Regions from separate parts of the Macaca mulatta genome. Here region 1 is linked to region 2. A link is a contact called in public Hi-C data. All regions are on one chromosome and are shown on one strand. Each heading gives the region's core, a stretch centred on a gene start, on an enhancer-like site or on the middle of the called end of the contact. The rest is flanking DNA. Distances are from core to core; before and after follow the strand shown.

Region 1 (6,716 bases), core at 1,391-3,890, 77 kb after region 2:
AGATCTCCAGGTACCCACAGGGCTTGGAACTATACTTTGATACAATGAGAAACTCTGCTTATAATAAAACTAATTAATGTGTTTCAGAGACTCTTTTTGTTGTTACTGTTCTAAGTAGGATAAAAGTATGGTTTGAAACATAAATAGTAAATCAAAGTGGATATTATAGTATTTTATTAAATGGCATTTATATATGAAATATAGGCTGGGCGCGGTGGCTCACACCTGTAATCCCAGGATGTTGGGAGGCCAAGGTGGGTGGATCACGAAGTCAGGAGATTGAGACCCATCCTGGCCAACATGTTGAAACCCCATCTCTCCTAAAAATACAAAAATTAGCCAGGCAAGGTGGCGTTAGCCTGTAGTCTCAGCTACTCGGGAGGCTGAGGCAGGAGACTCACTTAAACCTGGTGGGGGCAGAAGTTGCAGTGAGCCAAGATCGTGCCACTGCACTCCAGCCTGGGTGACAGAGCGAGACTGCACCTAAAATAAATTAATAAATAAATACACACACACACATATTCAACATATCTTTGACTCTAGGTAAAGATGTATTGATTTATGCATCCAGAAATGTTTATGGTACTATATTTAGTCCCTTAGAAGCTGTGGCCCCTATGGTTCTAAGGATAGAATGTAGTGGGTAGAAACTTAGGGGATGTTAGTGATTATTATTATATTTAAAATGCCACAGGAGTGAAGCAATGATCTGATTCAAAGAGGGACTCTTTTATAAGGATTTTGAATGTATGATATTAGAAAATATTCCTCAGTCTAATCCTGATAATGGTAATCTCTTCCATTACCATGGTAACCCACTCATACCTGTGACAAATATTTTCTGAGTGCCTCTGTTGGGGAAACAGAATTAAAAACAAAATATTTTCCCAACCCAGAAAGCCTTTCCACAAAGGTAGTTGAGAAAGCGCTTTCATTTGTTGAATAAGCATTAAACCAGAATGTGATGTCCATCACAGGCAATCTGCTAAGAGATTGCAAGGACAAAGAAATCTCACCTTTTCATATAGCCAAGCAGATACAAAGCATTACATACACGGTCTCAAGAAAAACAATAACTAGTCTTCCAGTAAGAGGACTTAACAGTACCACTTGTCACACACAGTTCATCCTAGATTCACCTGATAAGGTGACTGTGTTAGCTGATTAGCTGTATTCAGAGGAAAAGCAAACTTCTCATATCTTTGACAGAAGGTGGTTTTGCAACATGCGCAAGAGGCCACTGAAGTTAAGCTCATACTTCAAGCTTAGAATTTAACAGGGGAAACTAACAATAGACAAGTAATTAATTACATGATGGTTTTAATAAGTGGTATGGAGAAGTACCAAGGATGCTAACAGCATCTAATAGGGAACCTAAAAGTAGACTGGGGCATCCAGAAAGGTTTCCCCAAGGAAGTTTCAACTGAATTGAGAGGTGAAGAATAAGTTATGGCCGAGTGCAGTGGCCCTGTAATTCCAGCACTTTGGGAGGCCGAGGTGGGAGGATCACTTGAGGTCAGGAGTTCGAGACCAGCCGGGCCAACACGGCCAAACCCCATCTCTACTAAAAATACAAAAATTAGCCGGGAGTGGTGGCAGACACCTGTAATCCCAGCTACTCGGGATGCAGAGGCAGGAGAATCATTCGGATCTGGGAGGCGGAGGTTGCAGTGAGCGAGATCGAGCCATTGCACTCAAGCCTGGGGGACAAGAGCGAGACTGCTCTCAAATACAAAAACAAACAAACAAAAAGGTGATAGAAGGGTAATGTAGCTGTAGCTGGAAGGAGGACCCAGCCAGGAATTGAAGCTGGAAAGGCAAGCTGGGGCTGGACCATGCTGAGTCTTCTTGCACAGCACTGTGATATGAATTATTATTATTATTATTATTGAGACGGAGTTTCATTCTTGTTGCCCAGTCTGGAGTACAACCATGCCCTCTCGGTTCACTGTGACCTCCACCTCCGGGCTTCAAGAGTTTCTCCCGCCTCAGCCTCCCAAGTAACTGGGATTACAGGCACCGGCCACCCCGCCTGCGTAATTTTTTTGTATTTTTAGTAGAGAAGGGGTTTCGCCATGTTGGCCAGACTGGTCTCGAACTCCTGACCTCAGGTGATCCTCCTGTCTCAGCCTCCCAAAGTGTTGGGATTACAGGCGTGAGCCACCGCGCCCAGCCGAGATTTGAAATTTGGATTCTACTAAGGACGACGGGAGCCAGCACAAGGTTTTCAAGTGACTTGATCAGATTCCCAAGGTTGGTTCACAAGGAACTTCGATAATCGCAGTCTAGTGAGCATAATTGCACTGGGAGAAGGCACTGCTGCAAGAATCCTGTGAGCCAGACAGATGAGGGCACCAACCAGGATGGGTGGCAGATAAGGTCTTAACAGCCTCAAGGTGATTTGCTTCCTTGTTGAAGGCTTTAATTAATCCTCTTAAGTAACTTTCAAGTTCTTGAGTTCAAGTAAACACACTGGTCCACTAGGGGAGGAGTGTCAGGCTATAAACATTTTAATAATTAAAAAGAAAAGGCTTTAATTGGTCAAAGTATTCATTTTCTATGGAGTGCTCCCAACCAGAAGATGAGGGAAATGGAGATAATGAAGCACGCCCCTCCTACCAAACACGATAAATTCTAGAGGCACTGTGAGATCAGGAATTTAAGGTGTATTTTTGTCCCACCCTGTTTTACAGGTGAGGTATCAAGTACGGTAACTCGTAATTTTCTTTTGGCCCAATCGAAAGGTATCATATAAAACAAAAGAAAGCTGTGTATGCGTGAAAAGGATCCGCCTTCCTCTCTGAAGAAAAGGGTGATTACGGCTTCGGAAACGCTTTTCAACCCAACACTGCTGCCCGGCTGGCGGCAACGGCGGCGGCGGCAACGACAGATTCCTGCAGAAGCGGCGCCCGGCAGGGGCGGCGGGAGCTCGGGAGAGGCCGCCGGGGATCGGGCGGGGCCCCGCGTGAGAGCTAAGCGCCTGCCCTCGCGCCCGCAGGACAGCAGGGCCTGCATCGACTCTAAGGCGAGACCAGAAACTTGCTAGTGGAGCAATTCTGGTGCCCCTGCCAGGGCTGTGAACCCTCTGAGATCATCCCTCAATCAAACGAATAGAAATTCTCGGGAAGAAAAAAAAAAAAAATTGCAGGAATCCGGCTAAAATTCAGCAGCTTTCAGGGACCGATTCAGGGCATTATCCCTGTGGTTCCCTCGGCGAAAGGAGACTCGAAGCGCGACTGGAAGTCGCCGGGCCCCACAGAGCTGCGGTGCCCAGGCCGTAGGCTGTGGCGCGGGCGGAGGCGGCGGCGGCGGCGGCGGCGGCAGCGGCAGCGGGAGGACTCGGCGCTGGGGGCGCTGAGCGGCAGCCTCGCTTCCGGAGCTCGGCGGGCGGCGTCAGAGGAACGGGCGGCTTCCGGTCGGGGCGTAAACAAGGCCGTGGGCTGCAGGAGGCGGGGCGGACGGGCTGCAAGAGGGAGCCGGCCAGACCCGGATCTCTTCCCCGCCGTGCTCCGGGTCCCGGGCCCGCGCCGCCGCCGCCTGGCTCCGCTCGCGGCCCCGCTGTCTGCAGGCGTGCCCCGGCGGCGGCGGAGAGCCGTCCTCGGCCGAGGAGGCTGGTAAACGCGAGCGCAGGCGGCAAAGAGGCCTTAACGCCGTCCCTTTTGCCGCCGCCTTCTTTTTGCCGCGCGCCACTGTGCATTTCTCTCCTTTTCCTTTGTTTCTTTGGCCCCTCGCGGGTGTGGGCATTCCTGGTGAGCAAAAGTGCAGCCTCAAGATGGCTGATGGCAACGAGGATATGCGGGCGGACGACTTGCCGGGGCCAGCCTTCGAGAGCTATGAGTCCATGGAGCTCGCCTGCCCCGCCGAGCGCAGCGGCCACGTAGCCGTCAGCGACGGGCGCCACATGTTCGTCTGGGGCGGCTACAAGGTCAGTGAGTGGCCGGGCCGCGGCAGACGTCGCTCGGCTGTGACTTGGGTCTGGGTTCGCGGCCAGGCGGGGAGGCCAGAGCGGCCCGCCAAGGGCGCTCCCCGCCTCCGTCGCGCGCCCCACCTCAGACTCTGCCCGTTGGTTGGTTTTTCTTGCGCGCGGGAATCTTCCTTCTCTCGAGTCCCCCAACCCGTCTCGAACCTCCAGGGCTGCTGGCACGTCAACCTGGTGCTCACAAAGCCAACTCACTCCCACCCCCGTTGTTGCCATTGGAGCGTTATTCCGGGGAAGGCCCTGTTAATGTTGCTTGGGCGGTGCATTCGGAAGGGTTGGGGTGTGTAAGGTGACGGTGTGTGATATCACTCAGACGCGTTATCAGGACGGCCTACGAGGACTTTACCCTCTGGAGCTAGAAACCGCTGCCCACTTAACGGGGAGTCCGAGGTGTAGGAAAACTGGAATTCCAAAAGGTTACAGGAATCACCTTATTCAGCCTTCTCGCCTGTGCAAATGGCCATCATACTATTGTTTGAACCTCTCAGGACTATTTTCCTTCTGGCTTCAGCTGGGTGAAGTTTTTCAGCAGACACCCGTATTAAAGATAATGGAAAAGCTCCACCAGTAACCAAAAAATCCACAGCATCAAATGAACACAGAGTGCAGCTCTTTGACTCTCCGATCCCCTGGTTATAAACAACGTGATTAGTTAGCAGTTTAAAGCCAGTTGCCCTTCTTTACCCTGCTACCTCGGAAATCTAAAATTTTATTTGCTGGGATGGCTCTGATCCAGTCCTACCACAAAATTCCTCTTTGGTCTTGAAAATGTTCTCCGCCCTCCCTATGCCCATGCCTTGTGATTGCTTTTAGCTTATGGTACAGTTGATTTGATCATAGTTGACCATTTTTGAGACAGCTTTCAAAGATAGCTGTCCTGATACTTTAATTTGGTTTAACTGCAGAAGTAATTTTTTGCCAATCCTAATTAATCTGCAGTGTTTTTCCCAGTCTCCGGTGAATGTGGTTAGAAAATAGAAAGGGGGGCTGGGCGCGGTGGCTCACTCCTCTAATCCTAGCACTTTGGGAGGCCAAGGTAGGTGGATCACCTGAAGTCAGGAGCTGGAGACCAGTCTGGCCAACATGGTGAAACTCCGTCTCTACTAAAAATACAAAAAAAATTAGCCGGGCGTGGTGACGGGCGCCCTAATCCTGGCTACTTGGGAGGCGGAGGTTGCAGTGAGCTGAGACGGCGCCATTGCACTCCAGCCCGGGCAACAAGAAGGAAACTGTCTCAAAAATACTTTAGAAAGGGGTAGGGAATTGCAAGGAGGGGGGCAAGCATGTAGTCACCCTTATAAAAATGTAAATTAATTCCCCTGGAGAAACCTGTCAATTACACTTCTGTCTAAGCTACCTAATTCATAATTGTATTTTTAAAATGACAGCATGAAAGAATGAGACTTTGGGAGTGGGGCAGGGGAGGATTCTCAATGTGGAGTATTTCTTGTGGTGGATTTAAAAAGGCCTGGATGATTGGGACTGATTCAGGGAGAAGCACACAATCACTGAATTGGATGGTTCTGAAACAGACTGCCCTCCCCATTTATGGCTGGTGGCTGGAACTCTGAGGGTAGGCACAGAAGCCCTTGGAGACTGTTTCAAAGGCAATAAACCTTGGCTTCCTACATAGTAGGCAGTTTTCCTCCCCAGGACAGGCTGGTCACCTCTGGGTCAGCCCACTTCCAGCCTTTCCCTTCATCACCGGTGGGGTGGAAAAAGAAGTGTTTACATGGTCAACTGTTCTGTTTCTGTATGTTTATTATTCAAGCTTGCTGGACTTTGACACCCATTTTTGGCTAGCCGCAGTCGTGTACTGTATCAACATTGTTTGGAAAGTGGCTAGGGAGGGTCAAAGGCAGGGAATGTCAAGCAGTTGTTAAAGTTCAGGGAAAGGATAGAATCCTGGCGCCACCATTACTTCATAAATAACCTTGGGCAAATTACTTAAACTCTAAACTCATTTTCTCATAAAATCAGCTATTTTTTAGGGTTGTTGTAAGGATTACATAAAGCAATCCATGGATAGCTTTCAGCTGCAGCATATGGTAGGCTCAGTCTGTGTTAGGAATTAATACCTGAAGGGAAATGGAGCAGAACAAAGAACTTAAAATTCTGCATGAGGATTTAATATTTTGCATATTTGCAGTTCTGCCCTCTCTGTTGCTGCTTAGAGAATGAATAGGTGAAAGGAAGGCATGCCTAGAAAACCACGCATCGTGTTAGTGTGGATCAGTGTGGATCAGGCACTTTCAGTAACAGCCTGCTGACGATGGCACAGGTAGTCTCCCGAAGTCTTGCAGCTGAAATTTGGTGCATGGTTCTGTTCAGGATAAAGCTGCCTTAGAGAGTTCCCAGAGATCTCTTGGCTGGGCACAATGGCTCACAGCCTGTAATCCCAGCACTTGGGGAGGCTGAGGTGGGTGGATTGCTAGAGGTCGGGAGTTTGAGACCAGCCTGGCCAACATGGTGAAACCCTGTCTCTACTAAAAATACAAAAATTAGCCAGGTGTGATGGCAAGCTATCTGTAGTCCCAGCTACTCAGGAGCTGAGGCATGAGAATTGCTTGAACCCAGGAGGTGGACGTTGCAGTGAGCCAGCAGAGATCGCGCCACTGCACTCCATCCTGAGCGATAGAGACTTGGATTAAAAAAAAAAAAAGTTCCCAGAGATCTCTTCTTGCCCTATTGTAACTGCTGTATCAAAATTCTGAATTAAGAGCTATCTATATTGAGC
Region 2 (7,149 bases), core at 1,963-4,462:
GGCGACAGAGCAAGACTCTGTCTCAAAAAAAAAAAAAAAGACTAAAAGAACTTAACAACCAAATGCAATAGGTAAGCTTTGATTGGGTCCCAGTTTGGAAGAAAAAGCTATAGTTATAATACAACTCAGGAATTCTGAATATCAAATTATATCAAGAAATAACAGCCAAGCGCGGTGGCTCACGCCTGTAATCCCAGCACTTTGGGAGGCCGAGGCGGGCAGATCACGAGGTCAGGAGATCGAGACCATCCTGGCTAACACGGTGAAACCCCGTCTGGACTGAAAAAAAATACAAAAAATTAGCCGGGCGTGGTAGCGGGCGCCTGTAGTCCCAGCTACTCAGGAGGCTCAGGCAGGAGAATGGCATGAACCTGGGAGGTGGAGCTTGCATGAGCGGAGATGTGACAATGCACTCCAGCCTGGGCAACAGAGCGAGACTCCGTCTCAAAAAACAAACAAACAAAAAAAACAGTTGATTTTCTTACGTGTAGTAATAATATTGTGGTTATGTAAGTAAACATCCCTGTTTTTAGAAAATGTGTGCTGAAGTGCAACATTACACCTCCCACTCTCAAATAATTCAACAAAATGAAAAAGACAGACACACACATACCAACTAGTATGGTAGTATTAATAATAAAACTAGTATAAAACTAGTGTGGTAGTATTAATAATTATTAACCTGGAGTGGAAGATACACAGGTACTCCTTGAACTATTTTTTCAACTTTTTTTGTTTGCTATCTTTTATATTAAGAAATTGGAGAGAAAATAATCAATTCCAGTTGCCCAGCTTCCTCTCACAATCTGACCTCACAATTCCCATTTTCCCATAAATTTTCCCAATCACAATTCTCTTTCTCTCATAAATTTTCAACTTCTTCTATGGCTCCTTCACCTGGCCAGCTCATAAAGTCCCAATACTTAAATGAACAATTATATGCTGATGACTCCAAAATCCCTATCTCTACCCCTTAGCTCTCTTAGACTTCAAATCCAACTCACTGTGCCTCCAAATGAACTCACCATTGCCCCTGCCCTCCCGGACCACCACCAAAACCTGTTGCTCCTCCCATATTGACTAACCTAGTGAAGGGCTCCACCCACCTTCCACCCAGTGACCAAGCTGGTAAACTAGGCATATTCTTGACTCTACCCTCTCACAAATCAAAGTTCCCTGAACAACTTCCATTCATCTTTCAGTTCTTAGCTTAGACTTTACTTTCCCTCAGGAACCTTCCCTGTCTCCCCTCAATCTGAGTTAAAGGACCTCTGTAGACCCAAGGTGCCCTGGACTTTTGCTATTTTCACACTTACTGCACGGTATGTTGTCTGTTTGCTGGTCTGTAGACTCCACCAGACTCTACAGTCCAGGAGGACAAGTGCTCCATTTCAAAAATACAATACCAATATTACTAGTAACAATAAAGTGATGGAGTGAGAATTATAATTGACACATAGTTTACACTAAGTAAAATGCACATATCTGTATGCAGTTCAATGCATTTTGATAAATGTATACACCTATGTAACCACCACCTCAATCAAGATACAGTAGAACATTTTCATCACTCCAGAACACTTCCTGTACTCCTTTTTATCAATCCCCTCCGCCTCCCTACTCCCAAATAACCACTTTTCTGCTTTCTATTACCATAGGTCACTTTTGTCTATCTTGAATTTTTCTTTTTTCTTTTTTTGAGAAGGAATCTTGCTCTGTCGCCCAGACTGGAGTGCAGTGGCGCGATCTCGGCTCACTGCAACCTCCACGTCCTGGATTCAAGCGATTCTCCTGCCTTTGCCTCCCAAGTAGCTGGGATTACAGGCATGCGCCACCATGCTAATTTATGCATTTTTAGTAGAGACGGGATTGCCCAGGTTGGCCAGGCTGGTCTCAAACTCCTGAGCTCAAGTGATCCGCCCACCCCATCCTCCCAAAGGGGTGAGATTACAGGCGTGAGCCACTGCGCACGGCACACAACTCCTATTGAGGGAAATCCAGTTACATCTTGTAAAGTTAAATAGGATTCCACATCTAGAACTCCACTCCAAAGATAGGCTTCTACAAATACAAAATAACATATGCATAACGTTATTCATCGCAGCATTATTTATGATAGCCAAAAAACCTGGAAATAACCGATATGTCCATCAATAACCTGTTTGAATAAGCTATGACACCTCCAATCAGTGGAGTGCTATGAAGCTAAAAAAAGGACTGAGGAGACCGCTGTACCCTGATATGGATCGTCAAGTGAAAAGAGCAAGTTAAGGAACACTGTATATACTTCCTTTTGTGTAAGAAAAGGAGCAGATACTCTGTTTATTTGTGTCATCAAAAATAAACAATAGAAAGTATCATTAAGTTGCACCACACTTAAGTGCCTTCTAATGTGATGCAATATGAAGTATTTTCAAAAAAAAAAAAATCTGAACTAGAATCTAATAAAGCTTTTAGATACAGCTTCCAGCCTAAAAGAAATATGGGGAAAGCTTGCACAAGTTAATGAGAAAGGACATTGAGGAACCAAACCCAGAAGGCTGTAGGAAAATAAGAAAACTAATCCATATAACAAACCAATGGCACAAGAGAGAAGGGAGAGAAGCTATTCTAGAGTAAAAAAGACATAAAGCGTTAACAACGAATTACAATGCTGGACAAACCAACTGTAGAAACGACATTTTGAGATAATCAAGGAATTTGACTACAGACTGACTACTAAATGAGGCTGTACTGCCAAAACACAATTCCAAGAGAGAAGGAATCTGCGCGTGGGAACCCCAGGCCCCTTCCCCACTGCCAGGAGCCAGACGTCCCTCCGCAGCCGCGCCGCCCCTCGCTCTACTCCCCGAGCGAAAGCCGCGGGACGTAGCAGACGCACTGACTCCGCCTTCCACCAATCTCGACCCTCGCCGCGTTCCGTTCGTGCGTGGAGCAGTCGGGACTGGAGGCTAGGCCGCCGGGCGGGCAGGGGCTGTGGCGCGGCAAGCGGCGGGCCAGCGATGGCGCGAATGGCGGACTCACAGCTGTTCTGCGTGGCGGAGGAACGCAGCGGCCACTGCGCCGTGGTGGACGGAAACTTCCTCTACGTGTGGGGGGGCTACGTGGTAAGGGGAAGAGGCGGGACGGGGCGAACTCGCGCCGGGAGACGCTCGGCCTGAGCGGACGCAGCGCCCGCCACACCCGCTCCCGAGGCCGCGGCCCAGGCCTGGCGCGCCCGGCGCCTGCCGCCCCCCCCAGCCCCTCCGCTGGCCGCCGCCCCCACAGCCGCGCCAGGGCTTGACGTCGTCCCGCCGTTACTACTTCTGTTAAAGCCTCAGACCCGGCTCCGGGCGTCTTTCCATTCTCCGCCCCCCACCCCCAGCAGTTCAGTAACCCGGGTCTGCCCAATGCAAAGGCAGTTACAGCGCGATTAAGTATTATCCTTACATACTGGCGCAGACTTAGAAGGACCCGAGGACGCCGCGCGGTATCATTTTGTATATATTTCCTTATTCCCACGGCGCGATTCGAAATAAAATATTGAAATCACTGAAGCATTTAAATTTTTTTTTTTGTTTTTTTTTTTGTTTTTGTTTTTGAGATGGAGTTTCGCTCTTGTTGCCCAGGGCTGGAGTGCAATGGCACGATCTCAGCTCACCGTAACCTCCGCCACCCCAGGTTCAAGCGATTCTCCTGCCTCAGCCTCTCTAGTAGCTGGGATTACCGGCATGTGCCATCATGCCCGGTTAGTTTTGTATTTTTAGTTGAGACAGGGTTTCCCATGTTGGTCAGGCTGGTCTCGAGCGACCTCAGGTGATCCGCCCTCCTTGGCTTCCCAGAGTACTGGGATTACAAGCCTGAGCCACCGTGCCTGGCCTATATATTTAAATATTTCTAAGCTATTTTTAGTGGTGTTTCTTTACTAATGGCTACGAATATTTTTCTAGTCTCAGAATAGACCCATGTTAGCAATAATATGCTAAGGAATATTATGCTTTAAAATTCTTGTTACAATGGAGGTTTGAACGTATGTGTGTGTTGTGTGTCCATAATCACAGAATTATAGAAGCAAGAATGGTAAAGCTGGAAAACAGGAATACTATATGCCAACCCTCTTAGTTTACAGATTTTTTTTCTTAAGCCATCTGGAAGTTCTACTGATAGTAGAACCTACATCTTCTGTCTCGCTACCATTATATGACAGACCTGTGACATGACTGAATCACATTGAAATGACCAACAGACAGGCATACGTCGAAAGTATGGTGGGTTCTGTTCCAGACCACTGCAATAAAGCGCGGTCATACGAATTTTTTTATATCTTAGTGTATATAAAAGTCATGTTTACACTGTAGTGTGTTAAGTATGCAATAGTATTATGTGTAAAAAAAAAATGTACCTGGCCGGGCGTGGTGGCTCACACCCGTAAGCCCAGCACTTCGGGAGGCTGAGACGGGTGGATTACCTGAAGTCAGGAGTCCGAGAACAGCCTGGCCAACATGGTGAAACCCCGTCTCTACTAAAAATACAAAAATTAGCCGGACATGGTGGCGGATGCCTGTAATCCCGGCTAGTCGGGAGGCTGAGCCAAGATCGTGTCATTGCACTCCAGCCTGGGCGACAGAGGGAGACTCCGTCTCAGAAAAAAAAACAAAAACAAAAACAAAAAAACTGTACATACCTAATTTCAAAATTATTGCTAAAAAATGCTAAGAATTATCTGAGCCTTCAGTGAGTTGTATTCTTTTTGCTCATGGAGGGTCTTCCTCCATGTAGATGGCTACTGACTGATTAGGGTGGTTGTTGCTGAAGGTTGTAGTGGCTGTGGCAATTTCTTAAAATAAGACAATGAAGTTTGCCACATTGAGCCTTCCTTTCACAAAATATTTCTCTGTAGCATGCAGTGCAGTTTGATTGTGTGTGTGTGTGTGTGTGTGTGTGTGTGTGTGTGTGTGTGTGTTGAGACGGAGTCTCTCCTGCAACCTCCGCCTCCCAGGTTCAAGCGATTCTCCTGCCTCAGCCTCCTAAGTAGCTGGGATTACAGGTGTGCACCACCATGCCTGGCTAATTTTTGTATTTTTTACAGGCGTGAGCCACTGTGCCCAGCCATGAAATGTATTTTCTTAAATAATAAGACTTGAAAGTCAAAATGATTCCTTGATCCATGGGCTACAGAATGGATATTGTGTAGCAGGCAGGAAAAGATAAATCTTGTAGATCTCCATCAGAGCTCTTGGGTAACTAGGTGCGTTATCAATGAGTAGTGAGTGATATTTTCTGAGCAGTAGTTCTCAACAGTACACTTAAACTACTCAGTAAGCCGTGCTGTTAAAGAGACATGCTGTCATCCAGGCTTTTTTCTTTTCTTTTTTTTTTTTTTTTTTTTTTTGAGACGGAGTCTCGCTCTGTCGCCCAGGCTGGAGTGCAGTGGCGCGATCTCGGCTCACTGCAAGCTCCGCCTCCTGGGTTCACGCCATTCTCCTGCCTCAGCCTCCCGAGTAGCTGGGACTACAGGCGCCCACAACCGCGCCCGGCTAATTTTTTGTATTTTTACTGGAGACGGGGTTTCACCGTGGTCTCGATCTCCTGACCTTGTGATCCGCCCGCCTCGGCCTCCCAAAGTGCTGGGATTACAGGCGTGAGCCACCGCGCCCGGCTATCCAGGCTTTCTTGTTCCATTGTTACAGCATAGGCAATGTAGATTTAGCATAATTCTTAAGGGCCCTAGGATTTTCAGAATGATGAACATTGGCTTCGACTTAAAGACAGCTACTACATTAGCCACTAACAAGAGAATTAGCCAGTCCTTTGAAATCGGGCATTGACTTCTCCTCTCTAGCTATGAAAGTCCTAGATGGCATCCTCTTCCAATATAAAGCTGTTTCATCCACATTAAAAATCTATTGTCAGCCGGGCGTGTTGGCTCACGCCTGTAATCCCAGCACTTTGGGAGGCTGAGGCGGGCGGATCACGAGGTCAGGAGATCGAGACCATCCTGCCTAACACGGTGAAACCTCATCTCTACTAAAAATACAAAAAAAAAATTAGCTGGGCGTGGTGGCAGGCGCCTGTAGTCCCAGCTACTCTGGAGGCTGAGGCAGGAGAATGGTGAGAACCCAGGAGGCGGAGCTTGCACTGAGCTGAGATCCCACTACTGCCCTCCAGTCTGGGCTACAGAGCAAGACTCCGTCTCAGAAAAAAAAAAAAAAAAAAATCTATTGTTTAGTGTAGCCACCTTCATCAGGTAGCTACACTAGAGACAGGGTTTAGCCAGATCTTTTGGATAACTTGCTGCAGCTTCTACATGAGGACATGCTGCTTCACCTTATACTTTTTTTTTTTTTTTTTTGGAGACAGAGTTGCCCAGGCTGTGGTACAGTGGCAAGTCTCAGCTCACTACAGCCTCCGCCTTCTGAGCTCAAGCAATTCTCTTGCCTCAGCCTCCTGAGTAGCTGGGATTACAGGTGCATGACACCACACCTGGCTAATTTTTGTATTTTTAGTAGTAATTTAGTAATTTTTGTATTTTTGCCATATTGGCCAGGCTGATCTCTAACTCCTATCCTCAGGAGATCTGCCCACCTTGGCCTCCCAAAGTGCTGGGATTACAGGTGTGAGCCACTGTGCCCAGCCTTACCTTGTAATTTTATGTAATGAAGAACAGCTTCCTTCCTAAAAATTCATATTAGCTTCAAAATTCTGCAATTTCTCAATTCTCTCAGCCTTCATAGAATTTAAGAGAGTTAAGACCCTCTTCTGGGTTAGGCTCTGGCCTAAGGGAATGTTGTGGCTGCTTTGATCATGTATCCAGACCACTAAAACTTTCTCCACATCAGGAATAAGGCTGTTTTGCTTTCATGTTACGCATTTTTCATTAAAATAGCACTTTTGATTTCCTTTAAGAACTTTCTCTTTGGATTCACAATGTGGCTAACTGGCACAAGAGGCCTAGCTTTTGGCCTGTATTAGCTTTTGACTTGCCTTTTTCACTAAGCTTAATTGTTTCTAGCTTTTGATTTAAAGTGAGGGACATGCCACTCTTCCTTTCACTTGAACACTTAGAGTCCATTGTAGAGTTACTAATTGGCCTACTTACTTTTTTTTTTTTTTTTTTTGAGATGGAGTCTCACTGTGTCGCCCAGGCTGGAGTGCAATGGCGCAATCTCG

Evidence for each region. A called contact is a pair of places that touch in the nucleus more often than the background predicts.
Region 1: a contact with region 2 is called in a Hi-C map of fetal cortex germinal zone, with 4 times the contacts expected there. The contact joins the promoter of KLHDC2 here to the promoter of POLE2 in region 2. A contact is called at or near these places in 3 of 14 Hi-C or Micro-C datasets (cortical neurons, fetal cortex germinal zone and liver).

Annotation. Positions count from the first base shown.
Region 1 is chr7:122,996,084-123,002,799 of T2T-MMU8v2.0, forward strand. KLHDC2 (kelch domain containing 2) reads left to right here and starts at 2,641. Exons shown (of 13, transcript XM_077940970.1): 1 at 2,641-2,693.
Region 2 is chr7:122,918,099-122,925,247 of T2T-MMU8v2.0, forward strand. POLE2 (DNA polymerase epsilon 2, accessory subunit) reads right to left here and starts at 3,213. Exons shown (of 19, transcript XM_028851535.2): 1 at 3,025-3,213. It overlaps KLHDC1 (kelch domain containing 1), which reads left to right and starts at 2,937. Exons shown (of 13, transcript XM_015143652.3): 1 at 2,937-3,107. The coding sequence starts at 3,003.